2 separate regions of the Mus musculus genome follow, and region 1 is linked to region 2. A link is a contact called in public Hi-C data. All regions are on one chromosome and are shown on one strand. The core of a region is the stretch at or near the end of the contact, and the rest is flanking DNA. Distances in the headings are between cores, read along the strand shown.

Region 1 (6,697 bases), core at 1,372-3,871, 81 kb after region 2:
TTCATTCAAAAATATATTAAAGTTTCCTTTTATTTTTTCCTCAATCATTTATGGTGACCCAATGGCTTCATTTAAAACTGTTTTTTTTAATTATCTTTTTTTAAAAATGTATTCTCTATGTGTGTTCAGAGGCTGAAGAGCAGAGGGCCTACGGCAGTCAGTTCTCCCACCATATGCATCTGAGAACTAAATTGAGGTCCTCAGCCTTGAGGGTGGGACCTGATACTCACTAAAGCCATCTCGTCAGCCCCCAAACAGCAACTTTAAAAAATCTTTAATATATTTTTATGGTCATGACTAATTTGATATTTAAAAAAAAATTCAGTAACACCAAAGAGGTCTTGAGACCCAGCTGAGGCCCTGAGCTGGGACCCTGACAGATCAGCAAGCCACTTCTGCACTTCCATTTCCTCTTCTAGTATGTGGAAAGTGTGCAGTTGGTCCCTAGCAAGTGTCTGTTGGATGGACACAGTAAAGAATAAATAAGGATTCTGAGTCAACATGCTGAATTCATGGTTTCCTCAGGCCAGAACCCTAGGGCCTAAAATGACCCCATCCTAGGGTTCTCTGTCTCATTCAAGGAAGACACCAATGGGAGAGACAGCAGAGGCCTGGCTGAATGTAGGGTACCATCCCCATCACCCTGACATTAAAGGGGCCCCAGCAGAAGGGTAAGGGGTAGGGAGGACCTCAGGCTGAGTAGTTTATTCTAAAGGCAGTGACAGTCACTAAAGGTTTTAGTCTGGGGAGGGGCACTATGAGGTTTGCATTGTAGAAAGGTCCTCAGAGCCATGAAGACATATTGATGGGAGAGTCAGGGTATTAGTGATCCAGAATAGGAGACAAGGAATGGCTGGGAAGAGCAGGGATTAAGGTCCTGAACAGATTTCTATGAGATAATATAACTCAAATTGATGTGTTTTGATGACCAATTAGGTGAGGGGATGAGGCGGGTGGGTGGGAACAAGGACTCTTGAGTTTCAAGCTTGGGGAGGAAATAGATAATAGTGCTGTTCTCCAAAATGGAGACAGATGAAGGAATGATGGTGGGCAGAGTGGAAAGGGTCTTTTAGTTTTGCTTTTCCCAGTGCTGGGGACAGAACCTGGGCCCTTGTATATGTTAGAAAAGTACTCTCCAACTGACCTGGACCTCAGCCTGATAAGTCCCTGTAAAGCCCAGGAGGGACCCATACAGACTGCCATTAAGACAACATAGAGAAATGCTAGCTTTCGCTTTGAGCATTGAGTATAACCATTCCCTAGGATACCCAGGCATTCACTAAGATGCTTTTTCTGTCCTCCTTCCATTCTCATCCCCCCACCCCCAACCACACACACAGGATCTCAAGGACTAAGGTGGGACTCCAGAGTCTACTTCAATTCGTCTGGTTGGCGTGGTTGGGGATCGAACCCAGGGCCTTGAGCATGCTAGGCTCTCTACTACTGAGTTAACCTCTGCAGCCAGGACCTGGGATTGTCAATAAGAGACGCTGTTGTACATTTGAGGAAAGTACTCTGAGGAGCAGAGGATGGCAGACCACCAAAATGCCAATAAGACTGCCTTGGTGACATGTTGTCAGTTATTTGGGCTGAGGCGGGATTCCCCTGAGGCATGGGGTGTGGAGATAGTGGCTAAGAGGGTCAATGTGAATCCATGTGATTCCAGTCCTGACAAAGTTCAGAAATGAGAACCCAAGGAAGAGCATCGAACAGAAGCCAGACGGGGAAGGGTTCTCTTTCCTGTATTGTCAACGATGATGATGACGCCACTCTGGGAACTGAGGTCAGCTCTACATGGTCCAGAAACCACTCAAGGAGGCTGGGTTCTTTGCTAGCTCAGCGGGCAGTAATGTTAAGCTAGGAATAAGCAACAGGAAGTCTTTAAACTGGTTTCTTTGAGCCCCTATTCTCTCCCCTTTGTTTTCCCTCTCTACTTCTGTCACCCGGGTTGTCCCTCCTTCCCTCACCCCGGGCAGGGCGGTGGGGGTGGGGGTGGGGCAACACTTCCGACATAATGCAGTGTCATTTCCCCACTCAAACAAGAACCAACAGACCTGACATTGGTATCCTGGAGATTCGATTTCTTATTGATATTTACAAATGAGGGCTCCTCTTTTCCAATCTGTTAACGAAAACAAGTGAATCACATGTAAACAGCTTGGCATGTAAAAATGCTCTCAGGTCTTCTGCATCCAAAGGATTGTAGCAATAGGAAGGACCACAGAGGTTAATTCATTAGGTTGTCTAGTCAATCACAAAGTTATCCTGTTTTCACAGCAAATAACAACGACAAAAAAGTTTCCTTGAGTCATTTCTGCTACTGAGGCTTAAGGCGCGGAAACTGAACATTCAATCAACGCTTGCATTCATACTTTTATTGAGCACTTGCTATGTGTCAGCTCCTGCCTTAGTGAGAAAGGAAACGTGTGGGAAAAGCAACCCCACAGTTCAGTCCCTTCCGGCACTCTGTGTATCAAGAACGAGAATGGGCTACAGGTTTGCGTAGCATTTACAGTTACAGCTTTAAAAGGAACTTGGAGTCCTGTATATCAGAGGAGCAATCCCGGAAGGGATGATGTCATCTGATTTTAATACGAGTCTTGTCTTCCTTCCTCTGGTGAGTCCCTGAGAATGAAAAGGGAGGAAAGGACACCCACACAGCCAGCCGAATAGCATGTACACGGGCAGTCAGTGGGGAAGATGCCCCACCCAGAGCCCTTGTGTTCAGCCTCTGCTTTGAATGGACGCTCAGTAATGTCATGGAGACAGGGGGGTCGGGAGTGGGGTGGGGGGAGGACACAGCAGTCCACACACGAATCCAGAGACAGCTCCTGTCAGGGTCTTTTCTACAGCCAGAAACAAGACAGTACCTCTGGCTTCCTTTCCATACACCTGTGCTCTGTGCTGACCCCATAGGGAACTGGTGTTTAGCCCCTGGCAGGATGCTGGGCTGCATACAGCAGCTCTTCACCACAAACTCTCAAGCTACACCAACCCAGGGATTCCTAGGGTAGCTCCGGAGAACATTAGTTCGGGGGAGGAGAGTGGGAGCCATTTACAAAGTAGCCCGTGCCATTAGAAAGAAGGAAAATAGAGCAGGTTTCCTTGAGGACTTCTCAAAATCTATACGTGGCTAATATGCTGCTTTGGAGGGTGGGTGAGTGGGTGCATCCTTCCTACAGTGATGGGTGAGCACTGCAGGGCCAGCATTCCCGGCTTTACTGATCTCACGCCTTCCTCTCTCCTCTTCCACTATTTTCAGGGCCTTCCTTTTTATCTGTCTGAGCCAGTATATTTTTCTTTTCTTTGGGTCTATATCCCCTCCTTTTCCACACTTTCTCAAATGAATTATTTTTGACACATAGTACCTCTTCTATAGCAGAAACCTGGATCTTGCTCTGTGAGCGCAAGGCCTCTGGGAACACAGCAGACCTTCCTGATATGCATAACATCAACTTTATAGGCTATAAAACATGTACAGTTTTATTTGCTTGGTGATAGGACAAACAGCATATACAGAAATGACAGTGGGAGAGCAGGTAAGACAATCAGATGCGACTGAGACCTGAGACAGCTGAGGTTCACTTACTTACTATACTTATGTATATATGTGTGTGCTTGCGTGTGCACTTGCTCAGTACGCACATGGAGGCCGAAGGTTAACTTGGGGGAGCTGGCTCTCCCCTTCCACCATGTAGTTGCTAGGGATGGAACTCAGGTCACCGGAGTTGGCACCCACTGCCTTCATCCTTTGAGCTACCCTGCCAGCCCTGCAATCACTCAATTTGAGGCAAGGCGTCAACCTGGCTGTCCTGTAAAAAGTGCCAACTGCCATCACCCAGAGCAGTCAGTGTCCCCAACAATTCCCTAGCTTTAACCTGTGATTGTTCCTACCAGTATGTCCTGAGGTGATGTGAGACGCTCGTCAGGATCTCCGTGCTATTCTTTAATCTTAACAGTTACCTAGGGAGGTTGTTTTTAATTTGTTTTGTTTTGTTGGGTTTCTTTAATTTGTGAGTGTGTAATGTGTACGGGTGTATGGTGTATGTGTGTGTTCAGGTATGCAGGGCTAGAGAAAGGAGTCATGTGTCCTCCTTCATTACTATCTACCTTTGAGGGTCTCTTGTTGAACCTGGAGCTAGTGGCTTTTCAACCAGGCCGGTATCTAGCCAACCCCAGCAACCCTTCTGCCTCCCCAACAAGCTGAGATGACAGGTGTGGATGGGATCACACCTGGCTTGTATATGCATGCTGGGGTCCAAATTCCAATCTTCAAGCTTGCAAAGAAAAGGTTTTTAACCTCTGAGCTGTCTCTTCAGCCCCTTGTTGTCTGAAGCTGGTCTCTAGCTCTGGATCGTAGAGACTTTTCTGTATCAGCTTCCCAAGTGCCTGGGACTCCTGTGTATACTGCCAGACCCAGCTGATCCCCATCCCGTACAAAACAGCTGAAGTCCGCGGAGTTAATACATGAATTTAAGATGACATCACTAGCCAGGTATGGTGGTGCATGCCTTTAATCCCAGCACTCGGGAGGCAGAGGCAGGCGGATTTCTGAGTTTGAGGCCAGCCTGGTCTACAAAGTGAGTTCCAGGACAGCCAGGTCTACACAGAAAAACCCTGTCTTGAAAAAAAACCAAACCTAACCAAAATAAAAAAATGACATCATTAAGACACAGATCAGGACTCAAACCTGAGCCAGGGGTTGCAACCCTTTGGTGGTTAAATGACGCTTTCACAGGGGTCACATAGCAGACATCCTGCTCATCAGATATTTACACTGCAATTCATAAGATTAGTAAAATCACAGTTATGAACAAGCAACAAAATAATTTTATGGCTGGGGGCGAGCCCAACGGGAGGATTGTATTAAAGGGTCGCAGCATTAGGAAGGTTGAGAACTGCAGACAGAACCAGACCATCCGGCTTTCCAATACATGGTCCATACCTCCTGTTTCCATCATGGCCTCCCAGTGGAAGAAACCCTGTAAGTCTGCTCTTGTTTCTCACAGCATCTTCTGGGAGGATTCAAATCATACAGATTGTTATATATGTAGGTAGAGAATGAAGATATTTTCGAGTATGTACTCTTCACAATGTAAGTATAGACAGTAGACTCATAAGGACTGTCCATTCTTACATATTGTTTTAATGAGCACTTGGACAACTGTAGCCTTAAAAATCTCTTTTTACTGTGTGTGTGTTTGTGCGCACGCCAGCCATGGTGTGCGTAAGAGATTAGGGGACAACTTTAAGGTGCTGGCTCTCTCTTTCGACCATATAGGTCCAGGGATTGAACTGAGTCACTGAGTCATCTTGTCAAGCCGACTATAGCTTATTATATGCTGTTTTCAGGGCAGGGATGGCCAATGGGTTTCTCCTTAGAGGCGACCTGTGACTGGGGCCACTGCCTTAGAACCCTCATTTAGGGTGGCATAAAGAGTGTAATTAATGGCCATTATGGAGCCAGTGATATGTGCTATGGTGCCAATCAGAGGGTTTATGTCAGTTATTACACTATCCTCTCTTTTATCTCCAAATTCACCCCTCCTCCACGGATCTGGGATGAGAAGCCCCAAACAAAATTTCCTTTGCCAACAGGGGGCACTACAGGGGGAGAAATTTTCGGCTTTACATTCTTTTGGGTTACCCCAGCCTGGCTTCTTCAACTATAGTACCCCACTCCTCCACAGGAACATCTAAATCAGGTTACAGTATGGCAGCACCAGGAGATCCTGTGTCACCCTGCCCATCATGGACACAGCTCCTTTCCCCAGGCTGTGGGGGCCTGTCACCCCTAGCCCTTAGTATGGGATCAGGCCACATGTAACTCATGAAGTTAGATACAAGAGGAGGCTATGGGGACCTGAACTCATGAGTTTAAGTTTCACCTGTGTGGGATTCTTCCTCCTGGCACTCAAATGTCCACATTTACATTTTTGTTCCCCTGCTCTTGTGATGGAAAGTGTTTCCGGAGTTGCCACCTCCAGTCTCTTGGAGAAGTGTGACTCAAAGTGTAGTTCAGGGAGCTGGTTAGACATGAGGATCACTACCCCCACAGTGACTTCCTGAACCCTCAGGGAAGGGACAGCTCTGCTCAGAGCCCTTATGCAACTAGCACGTAAGAGCCACTGTCTCTCTCTCGTTTCCCTGTCATCCATTCGCTTACATAAATAATAACCACACCCACTAGCAATTCTTTACATTAAAACCCAGGCCTCCTGGAGCCAGTGAGGCAGCTCAGCATGTAAAAGTGCCTGATGCCAAGGCTGACAACCAGAGTCCAATCCTCAGGACCCACACAGCAGAGAGGACTGACTCCCGAAAGTGGTCCCTTGTCCTTCACAAGCATTCGATGGCATGAGCCCCTGCACCCCTCCTAACAAAGAGATAAAATGTAACAACAACAACAACAACAACAACAACAATATCCAGGCTCCTATACCAAGAAGTGGCTCCTATCTCCATACTAGACCTTGACTGGTTCTGTGTCATTGTCCCTCTGTGTGGCACTGAGGAAATCCTGCAGCATATGAAATTGAAGGAGTATTCACCCCACGTACCTGGGCATTCACACGAGAGGCATTCTCCAGCTGTGCTTTCAAAATGTTGCACTTCACATGATCTGCTACGGGCGAAGGCAGCAGCGGGGTCTGAAGGGTCTTCTCTGAAACTTTCTTTTCCTCAGCCTGAGGTAAAG
Region 2 (6,302 bases), core at 301-2,800:
AACAGATTTGACAGCCACAGATTTGACAGTAAGCTATTCATCTTTAAGGCGGTCACACTAACTGAACCTGTGGCCCACAACTGTGAGAAGTGTACACTTACCTCTGTGTATGTCTGTTCCATTAGGATATGCTAATTTATGAGGCTGAAGGTACAACTCAGTAGCACACATGACACCCCCAGCACCACCACCCCCGCAAAAGTACTCCTATACACCCCGAAGAAAAGTACCTGACAATGTCTTCAATCAACTTTAAACAAGAACCAAGAGATGACCTCATGATCCTGGGACCAATTAGCAATCTACCTTTGGCAAGTTTAAACCTGCTCTAGCAAAGAAAGGCAATTACTTTGTAACGTTAATAATCTCAGGGCATATTCACTTTTTCAGTAACAAAGTGAATAAAGGTGAAATAGTATGGGGTGTATACACGCTAGATCTCGCGCTGTCTAGGATCTCGCTATTCCAGCGTTGCATTCTTAGCCCCTGTGGTAGTTTACCAACCAACATTCTTAAGATTCTTAAGCATTAAATAACCACTTCACTTTAACCTTGCCCGATAAATATGTGAACTAACCAGCCTGCGACGTAGTCTGAGTCAGGAATTCGCCTCTAAGATTATCTTTGCGATTCCTTCCAATTCTGAAGTTCCTCGATTGACACCTGGTATCTCTCTCCTTTAACGCAGTCCATTGCTAACGTAGACCGGGTCGCAATGGCCCCCACATAAGTAATACAGTTCTCGAAAGCGCCCAGAGTCACACACAAACTAGGGTGAAAGAACTGAACTCAGCCAAAGGACCTTTTCCCTAGCGGAGGGCGGGTTTCAAATCACACCCGCCTCTCTGGAAGGAAGCGCGCCAAGTCCCTCGGCCGTGGGAAGGCGCTCACTGGAGGACCTTTGGCCGCCTTGTCGCGGCGTCCCGGGTCCCGCCAACCTCGCACGCACTCCCCCATCTCACTCACCCACAGGCTGCTGAAGTAGTCGAGGCCGCGGCAGATGAGCGCGCCCGCGTGCGCCAGCAGCACCTGCACGCCCAGGTAGCTGCCCAGGCAGTAGAGCCCATAGAGCAGCGGGCCGCCCGCTCCCAGCAGCAGCAACAGGCGGCGGCGGCGCAGCGCCTGCTCGCCCAGCGCCTCCACGCCGTAGTCGGCGAAGCAGAGCGGCAGCAGCAGCGCGGCCAGCACGATGGGCGTGTGCGCGCGGTGCAGGCGCCGCAGCCACAGGCGGCCCAGGCGCGTGAGCGAGCTCTTGAACGGGTGCAGGAAAGTGCCGCACAGCACGGCCCAGAGCAGCGGCCGCAGGAAGGCCTCGAGGATGAAGTACACGAGCACCGCGGCGCCGCAGCACAGGCACACGAACAGCACGGCGCCCGTGTTGTAGAAAGCCTGCTTGATGGGCTTATCGAAGCGCAGCGCCAGCGCCGCGGTACGCGGGGTCTCGCCCGGCCCGACCGTGCGCGGGGCCCGGGACTCTGGCCGGGGAGAGCCCCGCGGGCTGGGCGCCTCAGCAGGGCCGCCGCGGTCGGCCATCGCGCCTCTGCCTGGACCGAGGGGCGGGGCTGCGAGCGGGGGAGGAACGCGAGGCGGAGGAGGGCGGTGCAGCGAGGATTTGTGGGTTTTGTAGTTCCCAGCGTGCGGTGGAGCATGCGCCAGAACCTAAGGAAACTACAACTCCCAAGAGGCTGAACGCAAATGCCTCCGCCCTTGGGCCCAATGGTCCCACAGGGACCAGGTAACAAGTTTTGAGGGGGTCCAAGAAAATGGGGTTGGGAGCGGGGGCGGATACTTTAATTGATGTCAACTTTTCCGGAGACAGGATCTCAAAAGAGACTCAGAGATGGAAAACACAAGCTGTATGTCTAAAAACACTGATGCACAGACTTAGTTTAACTGATTTATTTAATAAATACTTATTTTTAATCGTGTGTATGTAACATGTGTGGGTGACCAAAGAAGCCAGAAGTGTCTAATCCCCACAGACAGAGTTACAGGAGGTTGTGAACAGCCTTATTTGGATGCTGGGAATAGACCTCAGGTCCTTTGGAAGAATAATACACACTCTTAAACACGTTTTAAAGTGTTCTCTTATGTATATGACAGGGTTTTAAGTAGCTATTGCCTGGTCTAGGTGCTTGGCTCCTACCAACTCATTTTATCTTTAGAACACCCCTACAGAGATGCTACTAGTCTTGTTTTGTAGAAAACAAGGGGCGCAGAGAAATTAAGTACCTGGCCTCGTACAGCTTCCAAGTAGGTGAAGCAGGTTAACACTGTGGACGCTTATTCTGTAGTTTTTCTGTCTATGCTAACTGAACTGAACAGGGGATCCTGTTAGGAGCCCTTTGATAGTATCTATTGAAAGGCTATGGGTGTAGATCAGTGGTAAACTGTGTGATTGTCCCATTTAATTCAACACGGGTAGATACAAACATGAAGACTGACTTCAGGAAAACGATATTAAAACGGTGTATATATACCGAGCTTCACACATGTCTTCCTAAGCGTGTAAGCCCTTCCACTCTCTCTCTGAGGGCCGCGGAGAAATGCCCTATTTCCTCCCATCCCTGCTAATTTACCTCTGAGCTCCACCTCTTCCTCCAGCTGGGTAGAATACTATTCACACAAGGCAAGCCTTGCCTTCCTCACTTCCTAGATTCCTAATGGATGACACCTGGGTTACAGCAGCAGCTGAAATGTTACAGACTCTGTAATCATGGCTGAATTTCTAGGGAACTTTTCTTATACTCACATGTAAAGTTCCTTAGAGAACCATAATGTGCTGTGACTATTAACCTTTTGTGCCTCATACAGATTTAGGAGCCTCAGTATGGGAGCAATCTAAATACCTCAGAATACCTATAGCAGAATGTTAAACAGCCACTCTTTGCTTTTAGTACCTGGGGGGTCAGGTCAGCAAAGCTCCCCACTGCAATGCTCTCTCTGGCAAGGGATAATGGAAATCAGAGTTCTTACTACAGGGTGCTTGTGGAAAAAGAACAAGCCCTGAGCAGTGCGGGGGTTCTTCCGCCCTAAGGAAAAAGTGTTGGGATCCAAGCCTGCTTCCTATAAAATACAGTGAAGAGGATTTTTATTTGGGAAAGAGACAGAAGGAAGAGATATAAGTGGAGAGAGGGAGGAAGGGAAAAAGAGAGAGCTGGCCTTTACATCTTTATGGAGTACGCAGTGTGGGAGGAGTCCACCATAAGAGATAGCTATTTCCTGTTCTCAGTAAACTTTCATATTACTTTCAGCGTGTCTTCTCTTTCTGTTCTAATATAAATATGGTAGTTTCCATATGAAGAAACATTGCTAACTATGTCCTGGATGTAAAAGGCGGGGGTGGGGAAGGAAAAGGAATTCCTTTCTCCTTTCCATCTTGCTCATAGGTCTGGGGTCTTTGAAGTCTCAGTCAGCAAATGTTTGTGTCAGTTGTATAAACATTTTACTGAGCTATGTAACTGCTTTGTTCAGACCCCCTGATATCACCATCGCAAATTATAGTCAGATTTGCTGTCAGTGCACATATTCATTGACTTGAGCTGCTCTTTATATAACAAGGCGTCACCTTCATAGCTAAAACCTTTTGGGAATGGGAGGTGCTTGACACGTGCTCAGAGCTGTGAGTCAGCACCGAACACCCATGCTACCCGGGGGCTCAAAGCTCAGAGTCCAGGGCCCAGCATAAGATGGGCAGTGCTTCTGACGTTCCATCCTTCAAACTTCTAATCCCTGTAAAGCCAAAGCAGAGTGCAGGAAGAGCTTAGAGAATCTGTGCCTTTTGTCACTCAAGCCAGTCACTTGTACCCAACAGCAAAGCCTCCTCCGTGGGTGGCTACTTCCGGTCTGGCTTCCTGTCTCCTAACAAAAAGGGCTCAAAGTGCATCCAAATGATCCCTCAAGCCGGCAAATCTCTCAACTACAAAACCTAAGTTCCTGTAAACAATAAGTCACATAGCAAACTCTTTACCAAAGGGTACAAGGCCTGTGAGTGTTGCCTGAATTGTGTTGGGGCCCCAGCTCAGCAAATGGAAGAGATTCTGTCATCCTACTATACTCTGTTCCCAAGTCTCAATGAAAAGGGAACTTGCTGCACCTTTCAAAAGGGTTCTAACGGCCAAAGAGAACTGACAGGCATCGGGTAGAATTTGCAGTGAAGAAAAGAACTCTAATAGAAGAGAAACTGAGGTGTTATAAACTGAGAAGTATTTGTATGGCCTCCTGTAATACTCTGGGTTGGTTGGTTTTCACCTCCCATAGGACTCAGCATGCTGCTGTCAAAGTTGCTGGTTGATGTATCTTTCTTCCTACAGAGCTCCTACGGAGCAGGGACTGGGTCTGCTCCAGTTCTGTGTGTCTATGACCTGGCACAGCCAAGGATATTCATGATCCGGAGTAAGAGCTCAAAACGTACCAAGCAAGAGAATGAATGTGTGCTTTCATTTCCCAACGGCCGGTCTGTGCTTCCTGCATGATCCTGAGACTTTCAAACACACATCTGGTTGCCAGGAGAGTCAAAGGACTGAGCTGTAGGACTCTTGCGTTGCAGAGCTGGGAGACAAGGCGAGAGATAAAGGCCACACCTGTGTGGAAGATGCTGCACCGCTGAAAACTTGACTACAACTTCATAATTGTGGAGAGTTAACACTGCAGATTCAGAGCCAAATTATCTTGGCTGTTTTTATAGTCCCCTTAATGGCCACTCATTGCCCACCCCTGTGTCTAACCTAACATCCTCTAACCATAAGGTAAAACCTTTAAAATATAGTTTTAGCAACCCACTAGGTCTTATCCATCCAAAAGCTAAGAATGTCATCAGAGAATATCTAAATACTTAATAGAGTTTTCCCTTCCTTGATATAGCTTACCTACTTGTACCCTACTAATGTTTTTTGGTTAATGCCTACATTTATGTCTTTGCCCCCCAAGACAGACTTTTTCTGGGTAGCTCTGGCTGTTCTGTAACTCACTCTGGTGACAATTCTGGAATTTTGCTGGTTTTTTCTTTGAAAAAAAAAAACAGATATACTATAAGAATATGTTTTTGTTTTCATCTCAGGAGTGGGGGATATAGGGATATTTTCCAGCAGCTGACTATGATTTGCCTTGTGCTCTAGCAGAGGCTTGGCTTTGCCAGCTGCAGATGGTTTCTATAATTGTGTGACCTTTGGAATTCTGGGAAATTTTCAGAGGGTATATAAATGCTAGTGCCCTAGGAGGTAGGGCAGGTAGTTGTTGGTCATCAGGGGGAGGGGGCATTGATTATGGTTTGTTAGTAGTCATGCTCAAAGAAATAAAAAGCATAATTAGATTTATAGATCTCTATGTCTCTCTCTCGCTCCACTACCTTTCTTTCTCTCCTATCTGGTGATAAGTGTGAAACTGGGGGATAAAAGATGGGAAAGAGAAGAACCCACAAAGTAGCAAAGACCAGCTACAAGCAAAGAAAAAACAAGAAGAAATTAGATTCAGGGATCTCTATCTCTCTCTTTTCCCTTCTATCCTTTCTCTCCTATCTAGTGATGGGCTGAAATGAGGGTGTGGTTAGGGGGTATGGTTAGAGGGTGCGGGGGGGGGGGGGGCGACCACAAAGCAGCAAAGACAACTGCACTATACACTGGGCTGGCCTCGAACTCACAGAGATCCACCTGCCTCTGCCTCCTGAGTGCTGGGATTAAAGGTGTGTGCCGCCACTGCCCAGTGACCTTTGTTCTTTAATAAAACCTCTTGTAACCACTTTTATGCTGAAGTGTGTCCTTTAGGGCAACCTGAGTGCATGGTCCTAGGCTATAATAACTCATATTTTGCTCCAGAAAAAATTATGTCTTATTCCTTTTGAAATGAGTGCTGCTTTGGGGGTTGACAACAACCTAAGAACTAAATTTGAAAAAGGGACCCAAGTCCACTCAAATCTCATGGGACATGTTGTGTTCTAGTGCGTGTCTTCTAGTAGGCCATGCTTTTAAGATTCTCTTTGGTGTCATCACGTGACTAAGTACAACTTCCTTGGGGAAGCCCAGCCTCCTGGGTACCCTGGTTACAGTGGGATTAGAACAGGCTCAGGCCAATAAGCTGACCCTGAGAGCACGCTGCTCCTGACATCCCAGTTGTATGAATCAAGGTACTTTCTCAGCCTTGTATCTGTTGTAGTACTTGGGGGGGGGGGCATGGTGAGATCCTGATACTGGCCCTCAAAATGACTCCCTGCCTAAAGTTGTTTCTTGAACAATCTGTGGCCCACTCACTCGCCCTGTATAAATACAACCTTCAAGATGTAACAGTAGCAGCGAGAGTCTTTACCC

Evidence for each region. A called contact is a pair of places that touch in the nucleus more often than the background predicts.
Region 1: a Hi-C map of LSK cells shows a contact between it and region 2, with 1.6 times the contacts expected there. The contact joins the enhancer-like site here to the promoter of Tmem245 in region 2. A contact is called at or near these places in 3 of 484 Hi-C or Micro-C datasets (B cells, LSK cells and nephron progenitors), 1 of 115 datasets of contacts at active chromatin or transcription factors (embryonic stem cells) and 2 of 9 other capture datasets (adipose tissue and liver).

Annotation. Positions count from the first base shown.
Region 1 is chr4:57,025,555-57,032,251 of GRCm38.p6, forward strand. It overlaps Epb41l4b (erythrocyte membrane protein band 4.1 like 4b), which reads right to left. Exons shown (of 25, transcript NM_001355492.1): 18 at 6,561-6,686; 19 at 2,055-2,122. Among named protein-coding and RNA genes, the nearest start is that of Gm34738, 21 kb to the right of the region's middle. Within about 2 kb of position 2,622, at least 38 of the 459 cell types and tissues checked have an H3K27ac peak or open chromatin away from gene starts, as enhancers often do. A contact at or near this core is called in B cells and LSK cells, where this site is marked.
Region 2 is chr4:56,945,879-56,952,180 of GRCm38.p6, forward strand. It overlaps Tmem245 (transmembrane protein 245), which reads right to left and starts at 1,551. Exons shown (of 18, transcript NM_001369260.1): 1 at 967-1,551. The coding sequence starts at 1,533.